Linked DNA regions of Zea mays: region 2 is linked to region 1. The links are chromatin contacts, called in public Hi-C maps. All regions are on one chromosome and are shown on one strand. The core of a region is the stretch at or near the end of the contact, and the rest is flanking DNA. Distances in the headings are between cores, read along the strand shown. Region 1 holds the start of LOC103629010 (indole-2-monooxygenase-like). Region 2 holds the start of LOC103629015.

The links. Hi-C and Micro-C count contacts between places; a contact is called where the count stands out from the background.
Region 2: a contact with region 1 is called in a Hi-C map of leaf, with 5 times the contacts expected there. The contact joins the promoter of LOC103629015 here to the promoter of LOC103629010 in region 1. A contact is called at or near these places in 3 of 25 Hi-C or Micro-C datasets (ear and leaf).

What each region holds. Positions count from the first base shown.
Region 1 is chr6:13,234,413-13,240,745 of Zm-B73-REFERENCE-NAM-5.0, forward strand. It overlaps LOC103629010 (indole-2-monooxygenase-like), which reads left to right and starts at 3,707. Exons shown (of 2, transcript NM_001319716.1): 1 at 3,707-4,711; 2 at 4,791-5,711. The coding sequence starts at 3,740. The coding sequence ends at 5,462.
Region 2 is chr6:13,716,364-13,722,696 of Zm-B73-REFERENCE-NAM-5.0, forward strand. LOC103629015 reads right to left here and starts at 3,419. Exons shown (of 3, transcript XM_020539714.3): 1 at 3,082-3,419; 2 at 1-2,693. The coding sequence starts at 2,629.

The DNA of each region.
Region 1 (6,333 bases), core at 2,457-4,956:
TAATGCATGTTATTATGAAATTAAAGTAAAATATCTCGAACCACTAAATACAAAAACATGTGTTATTAATTGGAATCAAACAAAAACATTATATTAATCAATGGAATCAAACTATTATTTCAACGCATCATTAATTAAACATGTGATTAATTATATTTTAAATGCATAAACAAATGTACTCGTACCTCACTAAAATATAAGGTGTTGTTTAGTTCACACATTTGTAACATGATGGGTAGTAGATAATGTTAAACCATGTTTGTTTATATCCAGCCGTAATCAGATAACACTAAAAACGATACTAGTCTATTTAAACTTATTATCATTGTCACTCGAATGTGAATCATTATTGTTGCTATTTTACATTACAATTCATGAACCAAACAACACCTAAGTGACTGACAATTTAACTAATAACTACATTAAGACTGACCAAATATATATAAGTCTATTCATTCAGTCTTCCATGACTCTTGGGCTCAGCCCCTGTTTTAGCCAGATCATGCGAAAAGGCTCATGGCTAAGCTTAAGAGGGCAAGGAAAGCGATTCAAGGTTGGCAAAAATCCGTCCCAAACCTAGCAAAGGTGATTGACAAAGTTAAAATGGTCATTCAGCTTCTAGATTTTATTGAGGAAAGCAGAGATTTAACAATCCATGAATGGAACTTTAAAGATATCCTCGTTCAACATTTTTGCAAGACTTGCTATCTAAACAGCGAACCTACTGGAAACAAAGAGGACAAATCAAATAGGCCACCTTAGGTGATGCTGGAACAAAAAAATTTCATGCAAATGCCACTGTCAAACATCGCCAAAACCTCATTTCGTCATTAAAGGATGCCAACGGCAATGTCATCATCTCTCATGAGGAAAAGCATCTATGTTTTTCAAACCTTCAAGGATAGATTGGGTACATCACAGCAAACAACTATGGTTTTTAATTTATCCTCCTTGATTCATTCGGTAGATAATCTGTCAGAACTTGAGATACCCTTTTCCCATCAAGAGATAAATCCGATCATAAAAAATCTGCCAACATATAAATCGCCAGGTCCGGATGGATTTAACACAGATTTTGTTAGGAAATGTTGGTCAGTGATTACTCCAGAATTCTATGAGCTATGTGGCAAGTTCTATGAGGGTTCAATTTGCATGCAAAGCATCAATGGCTCCTATGTAACTCTCATTCCCAAAAATAGCTCACCTGCTTCAGTTGGAGATTATAGGTCGATCTCCCTCCTTAACACAAGTGTCAAAGTGCTGACAAAACTTCTAGCTAACAGACTGCAACGTGTGATCACCAATCTAGTGCATCATAATCAATATGGATTCATAAAGGTAAGGTCTATTCAGAATTGTCTAGCTTGGGCATTTGAATATATCTCTCTTTGTCATAAGTCAAAAAAGGAAATGGTCATTCTAAAAATGGATTTTGAAAAAGCTTTTGATAAACTCGAACATGCGGCCATTATTGACATTCTTAGACACAAGGGGTTTGGAGACAAATGGCTTCACTGGATTTCAATGATTCTAAACTATGGTACTTCAGAAGTGCTTCTGAATGGTGTTCCTGGGCAATGTTTCCACTATAAGCGTGGAGTCAGACAAGGGGACCCCCTGACACCCCTTCTATTTGTTCTTGCGGCAGATCTTCTGTAGTCGATTGTTAACAAGGCCAATGATTGTGGTATCCTCAGGCTTCCCCTTCCGAACGCGTGTGGAGTTGATTTTCCTATTATTCAATATGCGGATGACACTATTTTGGTAATGGAGGCTTGCCCCAAACAACTTTTCTTTCTGAAGGCGATGCTTAATTCCTTTGCTGAATCAATAGGCCTCCACGTCAACTATCACAAATCTAATATCTACCCCATCAATGTCTCAGACCAGAAAATGGAAATACTAGCAAACACGTTTCACTGCAAGATTGGATCAATGTCGTTCACATACTTAGGGCTTCCTTTGGGACTTAAAAGGCCCAACTTGGGTGCTTTCCTCCCACCCATTCAGAAGACAGAGAGAAGACTTGCGACAAATTCTGTTTTTCTATCCCTGGCTGGCAGACTGCAAATGGTTAATGCGGTATTTTCCTCTCTACCAACATATTACATGTGCATCCTAAAGCTACCGAAATAGGTGATTAAGCATATTGATAAATTCAGAAGGCGCTGTCTATGGAGAGGTGCAGATATAAATGCAAAATAACCTCCCCAAGTAGCATGGAAAATAGTCTGCAAACCAAAAGCTCAGGGGGGCTTGGAGTTATAAATCTAGAATTGCAAAACAAAGCCCTCTTAATGAAAAACCTTCACAAATTTTATAACAGAGCTGATACTCCATGGGTCAACATCATCTGGACCAATCATTACAGCAACTCATTACCTTTAGAGAAATTAGTAAGCTCATTCTGGTGGAGGGACATTCTTAAAATTCAAGAATATTACAAAGAGTTAGCCCGGGTGGAGATTGGAGACGGAAAAACAACCCTCCTGTGGCATGACAACTGGGATGGCGTGCGCAAATCTGCAAGCTACCCAGAATTCTGGTCTTTTGCTTCCATCAAAGACATCACTATTCATCAAGCAAGATTGACAGCCTCACATGAGATGTTTCACACTCCTCTGTCTGCTGAAGCATTTGAGCAATTTCAAGCATTACAAGACTTGTTGGCAAATCTCCCTCAACCTGACCAGAGGGACAAATGGATCTGCAATGGCTCCTCCAGCCTATTTTCTTCGCAAAAGGCATATACTTATATGACTGGTAACGAGTGGACTCACCCCATTTTTTCCTGGTTATGGATAACAAAATGTCAGCCTAAACATAAGGTCTTTTTTTGTTACTGCTTAAAGATAAACTAAATACTCGTTCACTCCTCAGGCATCAATCTATGCCACTGGATTCTTATACTTGCGATAACTGTATCCTCCAACTCGAAGAGATGGTACTTCACTTATTTTTCAGATGCAACTTTACTAGAAGATGTTGGCTTCTAATAGGAATCATTCCGCCAAGAACAGTGGATCTACTCAATACTTTACAGAGGATCCGAATAGCATTTAGAAAATACTGTAGGTCCTCCCGACACTAACTTAACATCAAATATATATATATATATATATATATATATATATATATATATATATATATATATATATATATATATGTCTACATTTATTATTATTCATTTAAATGTGACAAAAAAGAGAGACTATATAATTTTGGGATGGATGGAGTACTAATACTTATAATATTACTAGATAAGTACTGGTATAAGATTAATCGTGCCATATAATTTAACATCGAATCCATTATTTGTCAATAATATTTTACCGTTTGGTCTAACAATCGATTCGCCACCAAGTATTTTTTTCACAAATATATATATGGCACGTACTACCATGTCAGCGTTATACATTATACACATAAAATTTGTATACGGAAGAGAAATGTGGTGAAGCGAAGAGATAATTCATGGGAAATAATCCATATCCCCGATCGAGGACAATATATGCAAAGGGCCACCAGAGTCATTATTATTACGTGTAAAACAAAGATGTGCGAGACAGAGATAAGGATGACTCTGTTGTTTGTCGTCATGCTAGCTAGTCACCCAAATTTCCACAAGGTAGAACATATGTCTAGTTCTATTTCTATATAAAGCAGACAAACGAGGTTCCGTTCCATAACAGCAGTCAGCAGCAGGGTTCTTTCTTGTCACCTGGAGCTGGACCTGACGATGGCATACCATCTCATCTCTTCACCACTGTTCCTTCTCGCACAATTGCTCGCCGTCGCCGTCCCTCTCCTTCTGCTCCTGCTTCACCAACGCTCATCAATTCGCCGCCGTCGTCGCAGCAGCAGCAGCAGATCGGCCAAGCAGGGAGGACAGCTCCTGCCGCCTTCGCCCCCGGCGCTGCCCATCATCGGCCACCTTCACCTCGTCAGCGACCTCCCGCACGTCTCCCTCCGTGACCTCGCCGCCAAGCATGGTGGGGACGACGGCCTGATGCTGCTCCGTCTCGGCGCTGTTCCCACCCTCGTCGTGTCATCGCCGCGGGCCGCGGAGGCGATCACGCGCACGCACGACCACGTGTTCGCGTCGCGGCCCACGTCCACTCTCAGCGACGAGATCCTGTACGGGTCCTCCGACATCGCCTTCTCCCCCTACGGCGAGCACTGGCGGCAGGCCAGAAAGCTGGTCACCGCGCACCTCTTCACCGTCAAGAGAGTGCACTCGTACCGCCGCGCCCGCAAGGAGGAGGTGCGCCTGGTGGTAGCCAAGGTGCGGGAGGCGGCGGTGGCGGGCACGGCCACGGACATGAGCCTTGCCATGAACACGTTCGCCAACGATATCATCAGCCGCGCCGTGTCCGGCAAGTTCTTCCGGGCGGAGGGCCGGAACAAGCTCTTCCGGGAGCTGGTGGAGGCCAACTCTGCTCTGTTCGGAGGGTTCAACCTGGAAGACTACTTCCCGGGGCTGGCGAGGGCGTTAGGTTTCCTTAGCAGAAGGCTGTTGTTTCTGCGCAACAGGCGGCGGGTCCAGGAGACGCACAGGAGATGGGACGAGCTGCTCGAAACCATACTGAGCGACCACGAGGGAAGAAGGGGTTCTGTCTCTGTGGACGGTGGTGGTGACTTCACCGACGTGTTGCTCTCGGTTCAGACAGAGTACGGAATGACCAGAGATCATCTCAAGGCCATCTTGGTGGTACGTAGATAAATATATATAAATATAATCCATATTTGATGCATGACATGACAATAATGACAGGCATCATCCTGCGCAGGACATGTTCGGTGCGGGCACTGACACGTCATCCTTGGTCCTAGAGCTCGCCATGGCCGAGCTGATGCGCAACCCACAGCAGATGGCCAAGCTACAAGCTCAAGTTCGGAGGCACACACCGGAGGGGCAGGAAACGGTGGAGGAAGAGAACCTATCCGACATGCCCTACCTGAGAGCCGTGGTGAAGGAGACGCTGAGGCTGCACCCACCTGCCCCGCTCCTCGTCCCTCACCTGTCCCTGGCGGACTGCGTCGTCGATGGCTACCACGTCCCCTCCGGCACCCGGGTCATCGTCAACGCCTGGGCTCTTGGCAGAGACCCGGGCTCGTGGGAGAAGCCAGAGGAGTTCCTGCCGGAGAGGTTCATGGACGGCGGCAGCGCTGCTGGCGTCGACATCAAGGGGAACCACTTCCACTTCTTGCCGTTTGGAGCTGGACGAAGGATTTGCCCTGGCCTCAACTTTGGGATGGCTACGGTCGAGATCATGCTAGCAAACCTCGTGTACTGCTTCGACTGGCAGCTGCCCATGGGCATGGAGGAGAAGGACGTTGACATGACGGAGGTGTTTGGACTCACGGTGCATCCAAAGGAGAAGCTCATGCTTGTTCCCAAGCTTCCTGCTACTGCTGCACCTACTGCAACTGCTCGTCAACTCCATCCTCCAAGCTGCTGACGATCGAAGGAAAACTGCATGCAGCGGGTGTAGAGGACGAGCACGTACGTACGTACAATGCACATGCCAATGGTGAAGTGAACTACACTCTACAGAGATATAGATGGTTTGGAGTTTGGATTCCATGTATATATATATCTATTATTATACTAGGAAAAGATGTCCGAGTGTTGCTATCGTACGGGTCATGTAAACTATGTTAATCTTATGTGTGTGTTTACTTATATAGTAATAAAAAAAGCTATTTTGTAGAGAGGTGATTCTTCTCAGACTAAGTAGTGAGTGTTTGTTTAGAATTATAATCTGTCTAGATTATATAATCCAACAATTTTTTTTAAATTGTTGGATTATATAATCTAGATAGATTATAATCTCAAACAAACATCCCTAAGTTAAATCTAAAAGCACGTTTTTTGGCATAAACTGATCCAACAGTAACGACATTATCCCAATGATCATTTATAGAGGAAACAGATAGGAAAACGTTTTTGAGACGACGAATTTGAAGGGACTAATATTTTGTTGGGGCGAAGGCGAACACGCCACCCTTCGCTCCACGACTTGCGTAGATGAAGGCTGGACCCGCAGAACCCGCCAGGACAGGCCGAGGACGCCAACCGTACGGAGGCCCGCTCGACCCCCTTCGCTCTCGTATGACAAGTCTAAGGCCCTGGCGAAGACTACGGACCTCCCGCTCCCTCACCACCGGGGGAGGCCTATGTGTGATTCGGCCCATAGAGATGGGTCCCGCGTGGACAGATGTAATAAGGGTCGTGTCTGTAATAAAGTTTACTGTAATGGCTGTCTGTAACCTCCCCTCGTGAGAATATTCTGAGGATAAACCATGTACTCGAGGGTCTAAATGTCTTTG
Region 2 (6,333 bases), core at 2,169-4,668, 480 kb after region 1:
CTGGAACCTCCCGTAGCTCCGGGAGGTGTTTCATTGTTATACGTTCAAGGCTGGCCAAAGCTCCCTCCTGTATGTCTATTTGATTGAGCCGGGACAAATTCTTCAAGTAAAGTTCTTTTAAATTCAGGAACCAACCTGCTTGGAAGTATAATTCTTGGCCGGTGTATGCCTTTATAAGGGATAACCTAGTCAAGTTTGACAATTCAGAGAGGTGTGGTACTGGATTTTCTGAAAGCTGACTGTAAAACAACATTAGCCTAAGAAGCCCATTTCCATGATTTAAGAAAAAGGGAGATTTGAAAGTTCCTTCTGACAGTCGTCCATCTAAACTAAGGGTTTGAAGAGGATTTGGAAATGTCAAATGATCCAGCTGTAGCACTTCATCTTCATTGCATGCTCTTATCGTTAATCGTGACAGCTGGCACAACTTTGACAAAGAGCCACACAACTGTGCACATAAGTTACTCCTTACATCACAAATTATAAGCCGCCTCAGCTGGGATAAATTTCCAAGTTTTGCAACTAATACTTCACTTGCTGTAATGGCATACAGAGTTTGCAGTTCAATCAAAGTCCACAAGCCCTTAAATGGCTCCACAGCTTCCCAACTTTTGAAACCGCTGAAAGTTACATCTTGCAACCGTGAAACCATAAGATGTCGCAATTTCTTCAGTTTTGAAAACCCTTGTGGGAACTTCACTAACTCCCCATTCTCAAGACTCATTGTCTGTAGGTTTTGAAGTTTTGTAATAGATTTAGGGAGCTCTTTCACTTTGGTTTTATTGAGGCATAAAAGCCTAAGGTTGAAAAGCTCTCCAATTGAATTTGGAATAGTCTCAATAGGCAAGCTTGATAAGTCTAATACTGCAAGGTACTTTGGTTTGGAGGAAATAGAAGAATACCACACAGATAATGCTCTGCTGGTGTCGAATGTAATTAAGGTGCGAAGCCTGGATGGATCAATGGTTGATGGAATGCCCTTGCTGCATTGGAGCACAGCCACTCGTCGAGAATATGATCCCACTAGCACTGCTTCATTATTTCCACCATAAGTTGTACTGAAACCCTCTCTTTTAGATTGGAAAATGGCAAGTTCACGCACAAGATCATGCATTCGAATACATTTAATCCTACCAAAGCAGTTCCTCTCTGCAACGTGAAGCATGCTCCGTCGTATAAGTTCTTTAAGATAACTTTCAGCAGTGTCTTCTAAGCTGCATGCCCCTTTTTGTTCAATAAATCCTTCAGCTATCCACAATCTAATCAATCTCTTTCTGTGTATTAGATAGTCTTCTGGAAACATAGCACAATACAGGAAGCAGTTCTTCAAATAGTCTGGTAAGTATTTATAACTTAGATTCATAATTTTCTCCACGCGATTAAGGTTCTCATTGTTGTGTAGCTCCCAGATAAGCTGGTCATAAAATAGCTTCCACTCGTCAACATTCTTCGGTCTCAGCGACAATATGCTTCCTATTGCCACAAGGGCTAATGGCAAACCATCACATTTCTCCACAATGTTTATACCACACTGACGCAACTCTGGAGGGCAGATATGGTTTTCATCTTTCAGAAATGCCTTCCTACAAAATACATGCCAGGAATCATCGACACCCAGAGGTTCTACTTTGATCTTACAACTACCCTTAGCTAGTGAAGCTACCTCCTCAATTCTTGTTGTGATTATTACTCTGCTTCCAAGGCCATTATCTACAAGAACTTCTTTAATTTTAAAAAAAACATTAGCCATCCAGACATCATCCAGTATGATCAGGTACTGCCTTTTGTCTAGAGTTTTTGTCAATTGCTCTCTTAGTTCTGCACTATCCATTGTTCCAAGATCAAATTCTATCTTATCTTTCCCGATGAGATCTGTCAGCATTTTCTTCCATATATCTTCTAGTCTATATGACTGAGAGATAGAAACCCATGCACGGCAGTCAAAGTTGGATCCTTCATTTTTGTACACATTATTTACAAGAGTGCTTTTTCCAACGCCACCCATACCCCAGACAGCAATGATCCGAAGTGATGGATCTTCAAATTTTAATGAACTAATCAAGGTTTGCTTATTTTCATCAATTCCTGCAAGCTCCTCGTCGCTGATTGTGTAATCATGTCCAGGAAGATACATTTCCTTTTCAGTTTCATAGCTTCCTGCAGGTATACCACTCCCGCCATCCAAGGGTTTAGTCCAGCGGTCTCTACTTTCCGAGAGTTGTTTAAGCTCTTGCTTTATCTTCTTAATCTCACTAGCAATTTCATCTAGTGAAACCAGACGCCGAGGCTTCTTGGCTATCTTCTTCATGTAATCCCAGCATGATCCCATCTGATCGTGTGTACCAACAACGTAAATAAAATGGTCTACAGTGTCTTCCATATCATAAGCCAGTCTTCGGACCTGCCCTATCCATGTTTCTATCACTTCGCTTTTCCAGCCTTTCCTGCCGATTTCCTTGAGAAACGCCCGGATAAGCTCGAGCTCATTACTAATCAGTTTCATGTCATCTGGGAGTGCTGCCACCGACTCAGACTTCTTTGCAAGCAATGGTTTAGCAAAACTTAGGGTCTCTCCTGCCAGAGCTATGGCAATCTTCTTCAGGACGAGAAGAACAGCAATCTCTGCCATCCCTTCTTATTCGATCAGACTTGGAATAAGGTCAAGGCTCACCTTATAGCATCAGTGCCGCTCCCTACATGAATAGAAGAAATCTGTTACCGAGCAGCAAACTGTAACTGGTCTATAAGATGTAATGCAAAAGGGACAGCTAGTTCTTTTGAAGTCTGATGATCTGCCAACAAAAAAAAAGCTAATTGAAAGTCTGATCAGCTAGTTCTTATTTGAGGCTTGCTGAGAAAGTCAACGCTGGGTCAGATCTGCTACTATACCTTAAGGATTTGCTAAAAGTCTTTGGAATCTGTGGATACTTTTTGGAGTGGCTGGATAGGATTTGCTGAGGAAGTATTCGCATGTTTGCCTACCGGCTACCGCATAGATGGGTAGCAGCAACTAGGAAGCCATTATTTCTCTCTGATACAGAAACAAAGGGGGATGGAAGCAGGGTGGAGATCGAGACGAACCTTGAGTGTCTTGTCAAAATGTGAGCCACTGATTACTCGATCTGCCTACATCCTGAGAGGAGAAGAGATCAGGATAGGCAGCAAAGCAAGGGCATCCATCTGATCCTGGCTCCGAGTACAACGCAAGAGAGTAGTTGTTGTATTGTATAGGAGGAAGAACGGTAGGGTAGAAGGGGCTGGTTTCTGAGAGTAATAATCTGTTCAACCCCTCTCCTCCCTTTCATATATCTTTGCTGACTCTGCTTGCCTCTGAGTTGTGGCTCACCTTGCAGTCACCGTATGAATATGCCAGGTTCGGGTGTACAGACGAAGACCAAACCGTTGGTGGTAGAGTGGCCGCCACTGGTCACTGCGTTGGTGGTCAGTCTGCAGGCCTAAAAAGTTAGAGCAACTCCAAGAGACTAGATATATGGTTTTGTAAAGGTAAATTTAGCTAATATTAAAAGAAAATTGTATCCAATAGACTCTGTAAATGACTCTTCAAATTTAGTGGCTCTCTATTTCTCCATCTTCGCTCTCCAATTTTGGATAGCCTGCTTCACTCTCTATTCAGTCCGTAGGTTTACCGAGTCTGTTGGATTAGCCTACACTTTTTCTCTAAAATCTATTTTAGAGATTAGCTAAATCAGTAAATTTGGCTAGTCTTTTTAGCTAATCTCTTGGAGTTGCTCTAAGCGCCAAAAAAAATAAAAAGGGCCGAAGCCCAAACCGTCTCTTCCCCTCCTCCAGAAAGCAGCCGCCGCCGGAGAGCTTTTAGCATTTGGGTTTGGGTCGTTATTTACTGTTTCTGGATTACTACCTAAGTAATGTTCTTTTTTTTTGAAAAAAAAGAGGCTTAGTGCGACCTCCTGATTTCTTTTTTAAGTAGAAGAAAAAAATAGCTGTCCGTTTTTTTATGAGTTCATTATCGGTAGAAGAAATGTCCTCACCGAATAGAATTGCATTGAGGTACTGTCAATTGTTGCATCCATTTTTGTTTCTCCTCTTGCCCTATATATATATACTGTTATTATATATTATACCTGGGTGCATTCAATATAGAGAATGCACCCAGGCGCCCAGGTGCACATGGTCCGACCCAACCGATCCACACATCCGAACCGACGCAGCGGAACCGATATTGTGCCTTTTCACTTCCCCGCGCCCGACTGCGCTTTTTCCACTTTCCTGGCCCCCCGCGTACGGCTCAATCCATTCTCTTCTCCGGCGACCTAGCCCTCGCCGTAGCCGTTGTGCGCTCGCTCCCGTTCCCGTCTTTGTCCATCTCGCACGCTCCCGCACGCTCCCGCTCGTTCCCAGCTCCGGCCCCCTCCACACTTTTCCGCGAACGGATCCTCCGCTCCCGTCAGAATCGTTTGCTCGCCTGAGACGTAGACCGCGAACGTCGACGTAGCCCGCGCCGGAGTAGTTTGCGCCCGCGCCCGCCGTGTAAGCGCATCCGCTCTCTCTCCCATTTCTCTGTCCCCATTTTTTAGATTTGTTTTGTTATTTTCGGTAATAGACAGGTAAACCCCAATTTTTCCCCAAGTGTTGCAACTAGTATTATTCGTTTGATTGGAATTATTAATTGTTGTATTTTATGCGGATACATTTCATTTTTGAATAAGCAGTTTGTGTTCTAGATTATAATCTCAGATGTTTCCACTTCTTTTGTAACTGCAGTGTACCTTTTGTTGCAACTGGTCCATGACATAAGTTGCAACTGTATAATTTTTACTTTCAGACCACATACATCATTACTGTCTTTTATAACTGTGCTCGTATACAACTAGTTATTTGTTTAAATTCACTGTTGCAACTGTTCCAGTAGTAATTTTTTTAGCAGTCTTGTTGCAACTGGCTTATGTCACATGTTGCAATTTTGTCCCAGTACTAATGTATGTGTGCAGCATTAGTGTGTATTGCAACTATTTTTTGTTCCTATTTTTGTACTGTGTGTTTTAGTTTGTTGATTAGCAATTTTTTGGTTATGAGATCTGTACCATGTGTTTGTGCCCTCATGTTTTTTTCATTCCCATTTTTTCAGTGTTTTTTATAATAGATCAAGATCAGAATGTCACAGGCCAGCAAGGCGCTCATGCTGTCCGTCGCTCTCCCCGTGTTGAAAACAAGAGAAAGCAATTAGATAAAAATGAATTGAAGGAAAGGAAGAAGAGATTAAGGTTGAAAGTCCCTCCTATACAAGACGCCGAAAGTGATGATGAAAAAGACACAGAGTTTGTTCCTGGTGGCGATGGGTCTGGTGATGACAATGTTGGTATTGTTGGTGGAGATGAAAATAAGGGTATAACTAAGACACGAGCTATTCGATGCTCACCTGGGAAGTTTATAAAGCTTGTGAATTCTCTATCTGATGAATTGAAAAGTCAAGTGGTTGCTAAGGGGTTTGGCGGCCTGCTTAGATTCAAGCCACATTTATTGTCGAGAAAGTTGCTTAGCTGGCTGATGCGGAAGCTTAACCCAGAAACAATGAAATTAGAGATTGGTGGTGGGAAAGAGATTCAAATCACCGAACACAGTGTTTGGTGTGTTTTGCAGTTACCAAACGTTGGCAGTGATCCGCCCCCCATGTCTGATGCAGATGCTCGTTCCTTGCGGGACGAGCTGGGGGAGCAAATTTGTGGCAAATCTTATAGACGGATATCTGGTATCAATATATCTGTTATCACTGATAGATTGCAGAAGAGGACTCTCAATGGGGAGCTGGGCCTGAGAGCCTTTTTCATGGCAGCATTTCAGTGTCTTCTATTCTCCAATACTGACACTCGCATCAGAATTGATGATGTGAAGTACACTCAGGACATCCAGAACATGGGCAACAAGAACTGGTGCAAAGCTGTAGTAGACAGGCTGAGCATAGCTGCTCGTCTTTATAGAAAGGATTTTGCGGAGAAAGGCATTAACGCACCCATCAGTGGATGCGGGATCTTTGTAGCTGTAAGCTCAACACTCACATTCAATTTTTGCCCTTGCAACTTACTCTTCCAATTACACAAGTAGTAATTTTTTATGTTTACTGTTACAACTGTCATATGTTACAAGTTGCAATTTTGAGGGCATTTTTTTATTTTGTTATGATAACTTAGTTCACACATTCACATGTATTTTGTAATTTATGTTGTTCATAAAGTAGCAATAATTTTAGTATGAGGCTATTTCAACTGGCTTATTGCACCTGTGCCAATTTGGTTTACTTTTTTTCATTATATGAATTCAACCTAAAATACCCATGTGTCTTTTACCTAATGTTAA